2 separate regions of the Danio rerio genome follow, and region 2 is linked to region 1. Evidence: chromatin contacts called from public Hi-C data. All regions are on one chromosome and are shown on one strand. The core of a region is the stretch at or near the end of the contact, and the rest is flanking DNA. Distances in the headings are between cores, read along the strand shown. Region 1 holds the start of glsb (glutaminase b). Region 2 holds the start of nemp2 (nuclear envelope integral membrane protein 2).

Evidence for each region. A called contact is a pair of places that touch in the nucleus more often than the background predicts.
Region 2: a Hi-C map of hematopoietic stem cells shows a contact between it and region 1, with 2.6 times the contacts expected there. The contact joins the promoter of nemp2 here to the promoter of glsb in region 1. A contact is called at or near these places in 2 of 18 Hi-C or Micro-C datasets (caudal fin and hematopoietic stem cells) and 1 of 4 datasets of contacts at active chromatin or transcription factors (caudal fin).

The regions. Positions count from the first base shown.
Region 1 is chr9:43,078,120-43,083,613 of GRCz12tu, reverse strand. glsb (glutaminase b) reads left to right here and starts at 2,997. Exons shown (of 18, transcript XM_688079.11): 1 at 2,997-3,403. The coding sequence starts at 3,120.
Region 2 is chr9:43,185,739-43,191,066 of GRCz12tu, reverse strand. nemp2 (nuclear envelope integral membrane protein 2) reads right to left here and starts at 1,890. Exons shown (of 9, transcript NM_001423789.1): 1 at 1,469-1,890. The coding sequence starts at 1,559.

The sequences.
Region 1 (5,494 bases), core at 1,748-4,247:
TGACCACAGTGGACGCATATTGCGATTTGTCGCAATGTCCTGAAACCTCAAATCATCTCAAACTGGAAAGATGAATTTTTATAATTTTTTTTTTTTTTGCTTTTTTTTATATTATTTAATTTATTCATTTTTTTTACTGGTAAGATTCGCACATCGGATGCACAGCTGCTGTCACGTCATATGGACTAAAACTTTTAGTGCCTTGGTAAATATGCAACACATTTTTTAAATCAAATATTATGCTGAAAATAAAATTTTATCCTACATATTTTTAATAACGAGTATGGAATGAGTAGTACAAAAAAACTATTATTTTAGTAATATTTGCTGTTAACTTTCAGTAATATCCCAGCATTTTTAAAGATGTCTAATAGATGTCTAATACACGACTAAAGATGGTTGTCTTTGGCAAAAACAAGGCTAAATTTGACTGTCAGTGAAAATTTAATAGACGTCTAAGAATAGGCCAAGTTTAGCTTTGTTTTAGCCAAGCTGTCTACATTTAGATGTCTTTTATTAAACACGAAACTGTTTGTTGGGATGTATCTTCTATTGGCTGACTTTTTACATTAATACTAAAAAAAAAGATTAACGTTAAAATGTGTCAAAGAAAATGCCCGCCTCTGGTTATTCCTAATTTACTGTTATATAAACTGGTTTTATGTGTACTACAGTTCATGTTTATTTATATTTTACTATAGACATGTTATGAGATACATTTTAAGGAAGTTTCACCAAAATCTGACTTTTTTGCATAAAAAAATGTACAGAGTAAAAGAAAACATGACAAAGCCATTTGACTATCTTGTTCATAAACAATAGTGTCAGGATTTTTCATCTTGATGACATTGACACTTTCATTGACATCAATACTTGCTTTTGAGGAATGAGCTCTCCATTTTGCGCAAGTGACGTGCTTTTGCAGGTTATCAGCTAATATTTGCAGTTTGTACTAATTGTTTTGAGAAATGCATTAACTGTTGTGCAGAAATGCACTAGTGTTGTGAGGAATGCACCAAAGCGACAGAGAAAAACTGATATCTATTTTACAACCACATTGTACAAATTCTCCAGAAGATGGCAGCATTTCACTATATCGGTGCTCATGCATCGTTTTCTTGTGATTGTGAAGAGTGAAATCATGATTTGATCTAGAATTTCTCCTTTGAGACAGTAGAGGGCGCAAACCGACACATTTTCCCTTGTTTTAGGCCAAAATTTAGAAGTTTCTAGAAATACAGGCCTCAGTGACTCATATCATCATTCTTTTCAAGGGCGTTCAGAACTACTTGTCTGTATTTTTTTGGTCTATTTTTAAGCATAATACTTTTTTCCTGTATCCTGGGTTACAGAAGTAGTTTTCTCATTTCATTTCAAGGGAGAAAAAAATATATATAAATAAAAGATTTCAGATCATGAATCAAACCAATCAGCTTTGAATGTCAACACTGTTGGAAACTTAAGGTCAAATGCATTACATTGATGTAAATTTTTCTGAGATTGGCCTGATAGCACCCTTTGTAATGAAGTGTGTGAGTTCATGGAGACTTCATGGAATTTATGGGGTTGTGATTTAAATGAAGTATAAAATCTCAGCCCATAAAAAAAGCTATTTTAGTCTATAGTGATGGCTTCTTATGTATAAACAGAGATTGCTTAACTCCTTGAACTGTTACTGAATGATTGCACAAGCCCATATGTACACCTGAAATGCTCAAAGTGCCTTCATTTTCTCTTTATATTAAACACACAGAGTTTTCTTGAGCTTCCTGCAGAGCTGAGCTCTTTATTTTGCAGCCGCTAGAGATAAGCAGCTTTCTCTAAAACATGCCTCAATCCTATTTTGTTGTCAGCAAGCTTCTCACCTGGTTCCTTCTTATTTTAACATTTCCAGGCATCAGATTATTGCATCAAGTGCTTTCTATCTATCTGTCTATCTATCTATCTATCTATCTATCTATCTATCTATCTATCTATCTATCTATCTATCTATCTATCTATCTATCTATCTATCTATCTATCTATCTATCTATCTATCTATCTATCTGTCTGTCTGTCTGTCTGTCTGTCTGTCTGTCTGTCTGTCTGTCTATCTATCTATCATCCACCCATCCATCCATCCATCCATCCATCCATCTATCCATCCTTCCCTCCTTCCTTCCTTCCTTCCTTCCTTCTGTGCATCTATCTGCCTGTCTGCCTGCCTGCCTGTCTGTCTGTCTGTCTGTCTGTCTGTCTGTCTGTCTGTCTGTCTGTCTACGTCCGTCCATCCGTCCGTCCGTCCGTCCGTTCATCCGTCTATCTATCTCAAACATACCAAAAGAGAAAAAGTTTTACATGAGAGAATAATGACTTGAACCATTCAGAGATGTCTTGTTATCATCCATAATGGCTTGTACAAATCATAGATGTCATACAATGAAAATAAATATCAAATTAAAAGTAAAAGGGCATATTATAAATGTTGTTATTTTTATTTAAGTTTTTTATTTAAGACAATGTTTTTAAACGTGTAAAGTACTGATGACATTTCAAGTAATTTTTTTACAATAACTCCTGCAACGTAGTACTATTTATAAGATAAAGTAACAAACATATGTAATTTTTAGACAATTAACAAAGCATTTTTTCACCACAAATAAAACATTTGTTATTCTGACCAACTGTTTTGCTCTTTAAACGACTTATGTTAAAATTAGTTATTGTACTAACTAGTATAACGTTATGTTTATGATGTATATGGGAAAAAAAAGATAAATGTACTTAAAGCATCATCCACACAAGTTTTCTCAAATAAACGTCACTACAAAGTCAAACCCAACGCTGGCCGAAGTGAGTCATTGCAGGATGTGATGCATGGCCATCAAAAATGAAACATGCTTAATTCAGCCAATGACGTGAGAGAATACTTGCATATATTATCACGCCGCCCAATAGGACGTTAGGTGGGCGTGTACGAGTGCGTTTGCTCGGCGTTCGTCATTAAAAAGATCCTCACAGACTCAGTAGGTGCGCAAAGTGTGGGAATTGACAGTGCCGTGGCTTCCAGAACTACAAGTTGTCTTCTAGTATTATTAAAAATAAAGACATTAAAACTGAAGTAGCTCGATAGAACTGAAATGTTACAGTTTAGGGCTTCAATTGTGCTGAAGGAGTTGATTCAAACCAGCCCTAAGCGTTTGTTGTCGGACATTATTAGGCACAAAAAGACTTTACCTAACGCGTACTGCTTCAGCGCTGCTAATAATGGCAGAATATCTAAACTAAACATTGTCCATTATGGAAGGTGTTTCATTCAGCCTTTAGCTGGGAGAAGATTCCTATGTACAAAGACCGAGGGAGCGATTGAACCCACTGAGACAGCGAAGAAAGATGAGACCGTCCAGGAAGCGGCGGCAGATAAGTACGGATTTTTATTTATTTATTTTGTCAGTTGATCATGACGCATGAGAAAATAAACGTTACTGATCTGGTGTCTATTACATGTGTGCAGCACACGCGCCAAAATACGCATGAATGGCTGGCAACGTGGCGCTGTGTGTACACTTTTACAGCAAGTGGATGGAGAACATGTGTAGTAATATTGTTATTAAACATGATTGATAAAAGTATAATAATACCGATTTTATTTGGTTTTGAACGAGTATGCAACGTTTCTGGAAATGGGACACTCCCTATTAATGTGAAGGGCATTCATACAAGCTAGATCTGTCATATGTGATGTTTTTGAACGGATTTTTATTCGTGAGTGAAGCTGACTTCCATGCACTGACTCGTATTTTCCGTTCACTTAAAGTGTGTCCTCTTTTTTTGAAGCGTGACTTCTGATCTGTCATTACATACTAAACAAGCCAATAGTATTCTAGTGTGGACTGTGAATAAGCATTTCATTGGTTTAACACTGATGGAATACGCCCCCTTTTTATTTATTTTTATTTATCTTTTTATTTTACCATGAATTTCCCATTCAGATATGCACCCCAAAATGGCAGCACAAAAAGTTTCAGATACAAAATTAGACACATAAAACATCACAAATTAAAATTTACACAAAACATTCACATGATTAATCCAGGTAGGACTTCAGAAGATTTTAAAAAATATTTAGAGATGGATTTGTTTCTAATATGATAACACTGATAACGCATTTCATTTAATAATGTAGGGCTGAAATGGGATAACACTGTTTTACTAAACTCTACACTCTTAGAAGAAATGGTGCAATGTTGTATTAAAATAGGTACAAACCCTTGTCACTGGGGCAGTACCTTTTTATGGGACAGAATTGTACCTTAAGACAAAGAAATACATTTGTACCATTGCCGTTTGAACCTAAAAGTACATGATTTGAACCATGGAAAACCAAAATGTCCCTTTGGCTTTTGAAACCTGCAGTTACAATATTGTACCATCATCAAAGGGACAAATCTGATCTATGAAGGTACCACTACAGCGACAAGACAATTTGTACCTTAACAGTGTCAAAAATGCTTACTAAACATTTATTTAAAATGCCTTAAATGTTTAGTTTACAATACCTATAGGTTTATATTTTGCCAGTTTTGTATTATTGAACTTAATGAATGTTCATGAGTTTCTATAAACATATGTTTTAAATGATGATTCTTGTTTTAATATGGAAATTATTAATAAATCACTTTGCCTTTCCAGTAATATTTATTTTATACATATTGTAATAAAGAAGGAGTTGTTCAACGTTTATGTACCTTTTTATGAGAGCAATTGTGTACCTTCACTTCACAGTTGTACCATAAAAGGCACAGAACAGCATCATAAGAGGTCTTTTCTGTACCATATAAGGTACAATATTTACAAAGGTACAAAACTGTTCCTCAAGGAACATTTTTTGTACCACCGTGTATCTTTTTTTCTGAGAGGAACAGTTAAATGTAGTTTAAAAGAATTTAGTGTACTATAACTACAAGTATAACATGATAAAAGTTTACAAATATAAGATGGCAATATACCCAATAATGCTCTAGCGGTGAATAGAAGCATAAGCATGTTTCTCCTTTGGTGCAGGGAAAACCATCAAACCATTTTGTACAAAGTACAATGATGGGTATGTGAAGATGCATTTATCACAAATCGTATTGCAGCATGAACTATACTGTCCAGCTTTTTTAAATAATGGCAGGTTTGCAGGCAAGGCAAGTTTATTTATATAGCACATTTCATACACAGTGGCAATTCAAAGTGCTTTACATAAACAGGAATAAACGTACCTAATGTTGGAGCACATCTGATCATTTCTGGAAGCTGATTCCAGCAGCAGGGGGCGTAATAGCTGAAGGCTGATTCACCCTGCTTTGACTGAACCCTTAGAATTTCTTGTTTATTTGATCCTAAAGATCTGAGTGATTTGTTAGGTTTGTATTCAGTGAGCATATCTGTAATGTATTGAGGTCCTAGGTCATTTAGTGATTTATATACCAGTAATAATACTTCAAAACAGGGGTTACCAATCTCAGTT
Region 2 (5,328 bases), core at 641-3,140, 110 kb before region 1:
GGTCAAAGTTGCAACTCTGAATGTTTTATTGAATTAAAAAAAATTATCACATTAATCTTGTATGCCCTGACAGTGTAAATAAGTCGAATATTTACCTTTTTTTTTTACTTTCATCACTTTAAAATAAAGAAAATAGGCCGTCATATTGTCGTCATAAAAACAAACCACAAAGAAAAAAATAGGACCATATGGACTAAAAATTCGATCTGACAAAAATGTCAATTGACCAAAATATTGACGACATGAAGATCCTATAATGAATGAGTTTTCTGTCAGTGTAAAATTAGTATCAGAGACTACGCATATGTCCATATAAAATTTTCAAGTGAGCTAAAGCTGGATTTATATTCACACATTCAGACTTTAATAAAACGGTAAAGTTAATTTAAAAAGGCTAAGATAGCTTAATTAATGTGAGGTACTCTTATGAGCACATCGTACTATATATTATATATGACTGTAACTACATTTGACAACATTTGTCTCCATTTCACAGTTTAGATCAAAATTATTACTTGTGGTATTTTGAAGTGTCCACGATAACAACATCATGCATTATTCAATATCAGCACATGTCTATCAGAGAGACTGCAAACCTAACTCTATAAAAAATGCTGAGTTCCACACAATTGTTCTGTGTTGTTACAACATTTAGGAATTAAGTTAACGGATTAGTTTTTACAAATTTAAGTGGATTGAACATAAAACAATTAAGTTGTCCCAACGAACTCATGAATTGTGTTGTTTCAGCTCATGTAAATAAGTAGTTTAAACAAACAGCACACATAATTTTCTGAGTGTAAAATAAGAGGTTAGAAGGGTCAAGACGAGATTACAGAAAACCAGTTATGTTTACTTATCCTTAAATGGATACTAAATAATCGAAGTCATTAAAATGGCAATTAATTGCTATTTATAAAATAAATGTAAAACACGATCACCTATAAGACTTATTTACATGTAATCTTTTTTCTTACTTCTGTACTTTTACTTTAGAATGTCAAAATGGACGATAACTAACTTAAATAACATTTTACAAAAACAGAAGTCACCTTTTACGAAAAAAAAGACAATTTAGACAGGTTTTCTTGTATAAATCCCCATTCAATCTTTATCGATGTTTTCTAAGTACTGTCCAAAGTTCAAGTGAGCTAAAGCTGATTTATATTCGCACATTCGTACTTTAATAAAACGGTAAAGCTGAATCGTGAGGTATTTTACGAGCACAATGTACATTAACGTTACATCATATATGACTGTAACTGCATTTGACAACATCTGTGTCCATTACACACTTCAGTTTGCGATTATATAAAACGGTAAACAAGGGTTTACAGCCTGTGATTTCCTTACATTCAAAACTAAAACAGTAGAATCATCCTACATACACAGGGTAACTGTTTTGTACAGTTACTGATGCTTGTTTACGTTGTTGTTGCCTGTTTAGCATGTGACTCAAATCATTTACCTGCGTATGAGTATTCTCTGATTCCTTCAGCGCTTTGCCAGTAAGCGCACAGTAGAGTTAAAACGAGTATAAAAGCAGCCAGTTTCTCCATGTTTTGTTACGTTTTGTTTTAAATGGATGAATTAGACAGACTAGGTAGGTTAATGATTGGCCTGCTAAGCTAACATGAGCTAAGCTAATGTTTTCGGTTTCAAATTCGGTGGGCTTCGGGTAACCCAGACCTGACTAACAGTATCGGAGTGAATGATCGGTTTCGCTTTTGAAGTTACTTAAACATAATGTGTAGATGTTTTAATATTTTGTTATAAAACAACTAAGATGCATCAGTGATCACGTTTAAAGCCTATTTGGACGCTTGACTATGCTTGATAAAGTTAGCATGGCCGTTTAGCGTTTGACTAGTCAGGTCTTAAGCCGCAGTCAAAGGTTTGAAAGTAAACAAATGTGTAATTTATCTAATTCGTGTGTTTTCATTCATTCATTCATTCATTCATTCATTCATTCATTCATTCATTTTCCTTTTGCTCTTTATTCATCAGTTTGCCACAGCGAAATGAACCGCCAACTTTCGTATGTTTTTAGATTGAGTAAAACAGCATATGTGACATTCTGCCAGAAGCGTACATTATTTGTCCCTGAAATAAATTTAAAAATACAGTGAATAAAAAGTATTTAATCACAAAAATGTCTGAAATGGACTGGTGGTTTATTTCTGTGAGTTGTTTGCAAAGAAATATGTCATTCATTTGTTTCTTAGAATTTTTATTTTTCTTTAAAAACACTTTACAAATGCACAAAGCTGTCACTGTCCTTGTGCTCAGCCCAATTGAACAGTTTTAAGTTTTGTGATGTCAAAAAACTGTTATTTAGAAAAACAATACTTCAAAAATAGCAAGTTTAAGTTGTTACTATTCACATCAATTTATTAAAAACATTAAATTATATATATTAAAAAAGGCTACTACATATATAAAATACCAAAAAATTACAATTGTCCCCATGTTTCTGTCAGTCCTGTCACATTTGCATTAAATTTAACATAAAATGCATGCAATACTTTTATGGCTCCGAAGTGACACCATTTGACGAAGAAGTTGACAGTGATCAAGGATGCAAACATTTTATAAAGGAGATTGAACAATCTGGTAGTACACTGTGTAATATTAAAAAGAGAGAAGCTAAAAAAAAGAAAGGAAGCATTATGTAAATTTATTTTGATTAAATAAATGTTGTTTTTATTATTATTATTATCTTACCTATGTAATTTTTTTTTACCCCTGGCATCTGTTTATACTTTTTTATGAAGGATTTTTCAAATAGTACAAACAACAAAGACAATCAGATAAACAAACCATCTCCAAGCACTGCGCAGTAAATAAAAACTTACAAATGCAAGTATAAAAATAATATATATATATATATATTTTTTTTTTTTTTTTTTTTTTTTTTAATAATCAAAATAAAACAAAAGAACTCTCTTGAAACAAAAATTTCTGAGTTTTTGTAGAAAGAATTGGACAGGTTCCCAAAGTCTCCTGAATTTGTCATGTTTGTAGTTGAGGACGGTGATAAGGTAATTTTTCCAATGGAAGAAAGACTGACTACTGAGAAATCCACATGGAAGTAGTTGGAATTTAAAAAGTAGACCATTTTAGTAATACACATTTCTTAGCCAGAAATGTAAGAGTTGTAAACAGGGGTTTAAGCTCTGAGTCAAAAAGATCTGTTTTTACTTTAATTCTACAACTAATATAATTTCTCTCATTTTTATTTTGTTTTATTTGTTCATAATCATAACTGTTGTGAGATGTATATTCTTGTACTAACTTTGTACATATTTACCGATTAAAAATAAAATAAAAAAGCGATCAAGGATGTGTTCTGTCATTGAATTGTATGATTTATGCTTGTTTTTGTATGATATGATATTTTGGAGGACAACAAGCTTAAAGGTCAGACCCTGTCACATTTTATATAAGTGAAATTGTATGTTTCTGGTAGAATGTCTCTTTTAGTGTTTTGTGTTTTTCAACAGCTATTATTGAGTTTATTTTAATATTAAAGTTTGAATAATTGCATGTCCAAAAGCATTTGCAATTTGTCGGAAGGAATGAGAAACTGCTACTATGACTAATTGTTTTGAGAAATGCATTAACTGTTTTGCAAATGTAGTGTTGTGAGAAATGCACCAAAGCCACTGAGAAAAACTGTTGCTCCTTCGTTTTTACAAATATAAGTTGATTGAACATAAAACAATTAAGATTTAACAAACGGCAAATGTCATTTTTTGAGTGAATATTTATGAAGCCAGATATTTAGTTAAAAAGCCTTCAACTGACTCTACATGCAAAATGGGACTTTTAGTACCTTAACAAAAACCACAAAGCCTTCCTTCAACCAACATGTTTTTTTAATACTTTCCCTTGCGTGGGACAAAACCTTGTGAGAGTCTACCACTGCAACTGAAGATAAACCTCAATGTGCAAAAAAATACAGCAAAACTAGAGTAATTAAAGAGATAGCTCACGCAGAAATAAAATTTACTCATTTACTCACCCTCCAGTGGTTCCAAACCATTATGAGTTTCTAACTACAGCTGAACACAGAAGAAGATATTTTGTAGAAATATACGGAAACCTGTAATCGTTGACTTCCATAGTATTTGTTTTACATACTGTTAACAATTTCCTGCAGAATCTACAGTAACTTACTGGATCAGTACTTACTTTAAATCAATTACAGCAAAACACTGTATTTACTGTATATTTACAGCGCCATCTCGCATGTGTATTTACAGTATTGCAAATCATTACTGTAAAATACACTGTAAAATACACTGAAAAAGTGTTGCATGCAGAACTGTTGCAAACAATTTATTTGTGTTGAATTTAAACAAACATATTAAGTTTAATAATGTTCAACTTAAATTGTTTGTTTAAATTCAACACAAATAAATTGTTGACAACCACTTAACTTAAAAAAATTGAGTAAATCCAAGGAATCATCTCTATTACAGTTAAATACTGTGTAATTGACCAAAATATTTAACAGTGCATGGAAGTCAATGGTCACAGGTTTTCAGCTTTCTACGGGATAACTTTTTTGTGTTCAACAGAAGAAATAAACCCATAATGTTTAGAATCACTTGAAGGTGATAGAATAAATAGTGAGCACATTTGAATTTTTGCGTGAAATATTCCTTTAATAAAGTATAATTTAAATGGATTATTGAAAAAAGAAAGGAAATGAGGTTAGAATCCTTCCTAGAAGGCAAAATGACAGCATCTGCATTAGTCAGATGCTTGCTGACTCCATGTAAGCGTAAGTGACAGTGGGTCTCAGGCTGGCGTGGGTGTGCCTGTCAGGAAAAGCCGCTGTTGTCTCCGCATCCTAGAGAAATGAGAAAGCAGCCGCCTGCTGTGTCTACGCCCACTGCAAAAATCCCCCTTCCATTTCAAAGGGCGAAGACTGCGCAGAGATGACATTTTCATCTGGTCTCCTCGAGATTTTGGTTTAACGTTTTTCTTCCCACAGCTTATCTTTGCGATTGCTAGAAAAACAGCATTTGCAAGGAATATATTTTAAGATTGCTTTCAGCTTGTGACTGACGATGGAGTTTCCGCATTGTCTAGATTTGAGCATACATTTCTGTTACTTTTCAAAGGGATAGCTCAATCTAATATGAACAGTTCTGTTGTCATTTAGGCCTAATCCCTCCACTTTTTTCCTTTTCCTTTCCTTAAAACCTTTATGATTTTTTCTTTTGTTGAACACACAAGAAGATATTTGAAAAAATGTTGGAAATCGGTAGCCATAGTATTTTTTCATACTAAGGATCAAACAGCTTTCCAACATTTTTC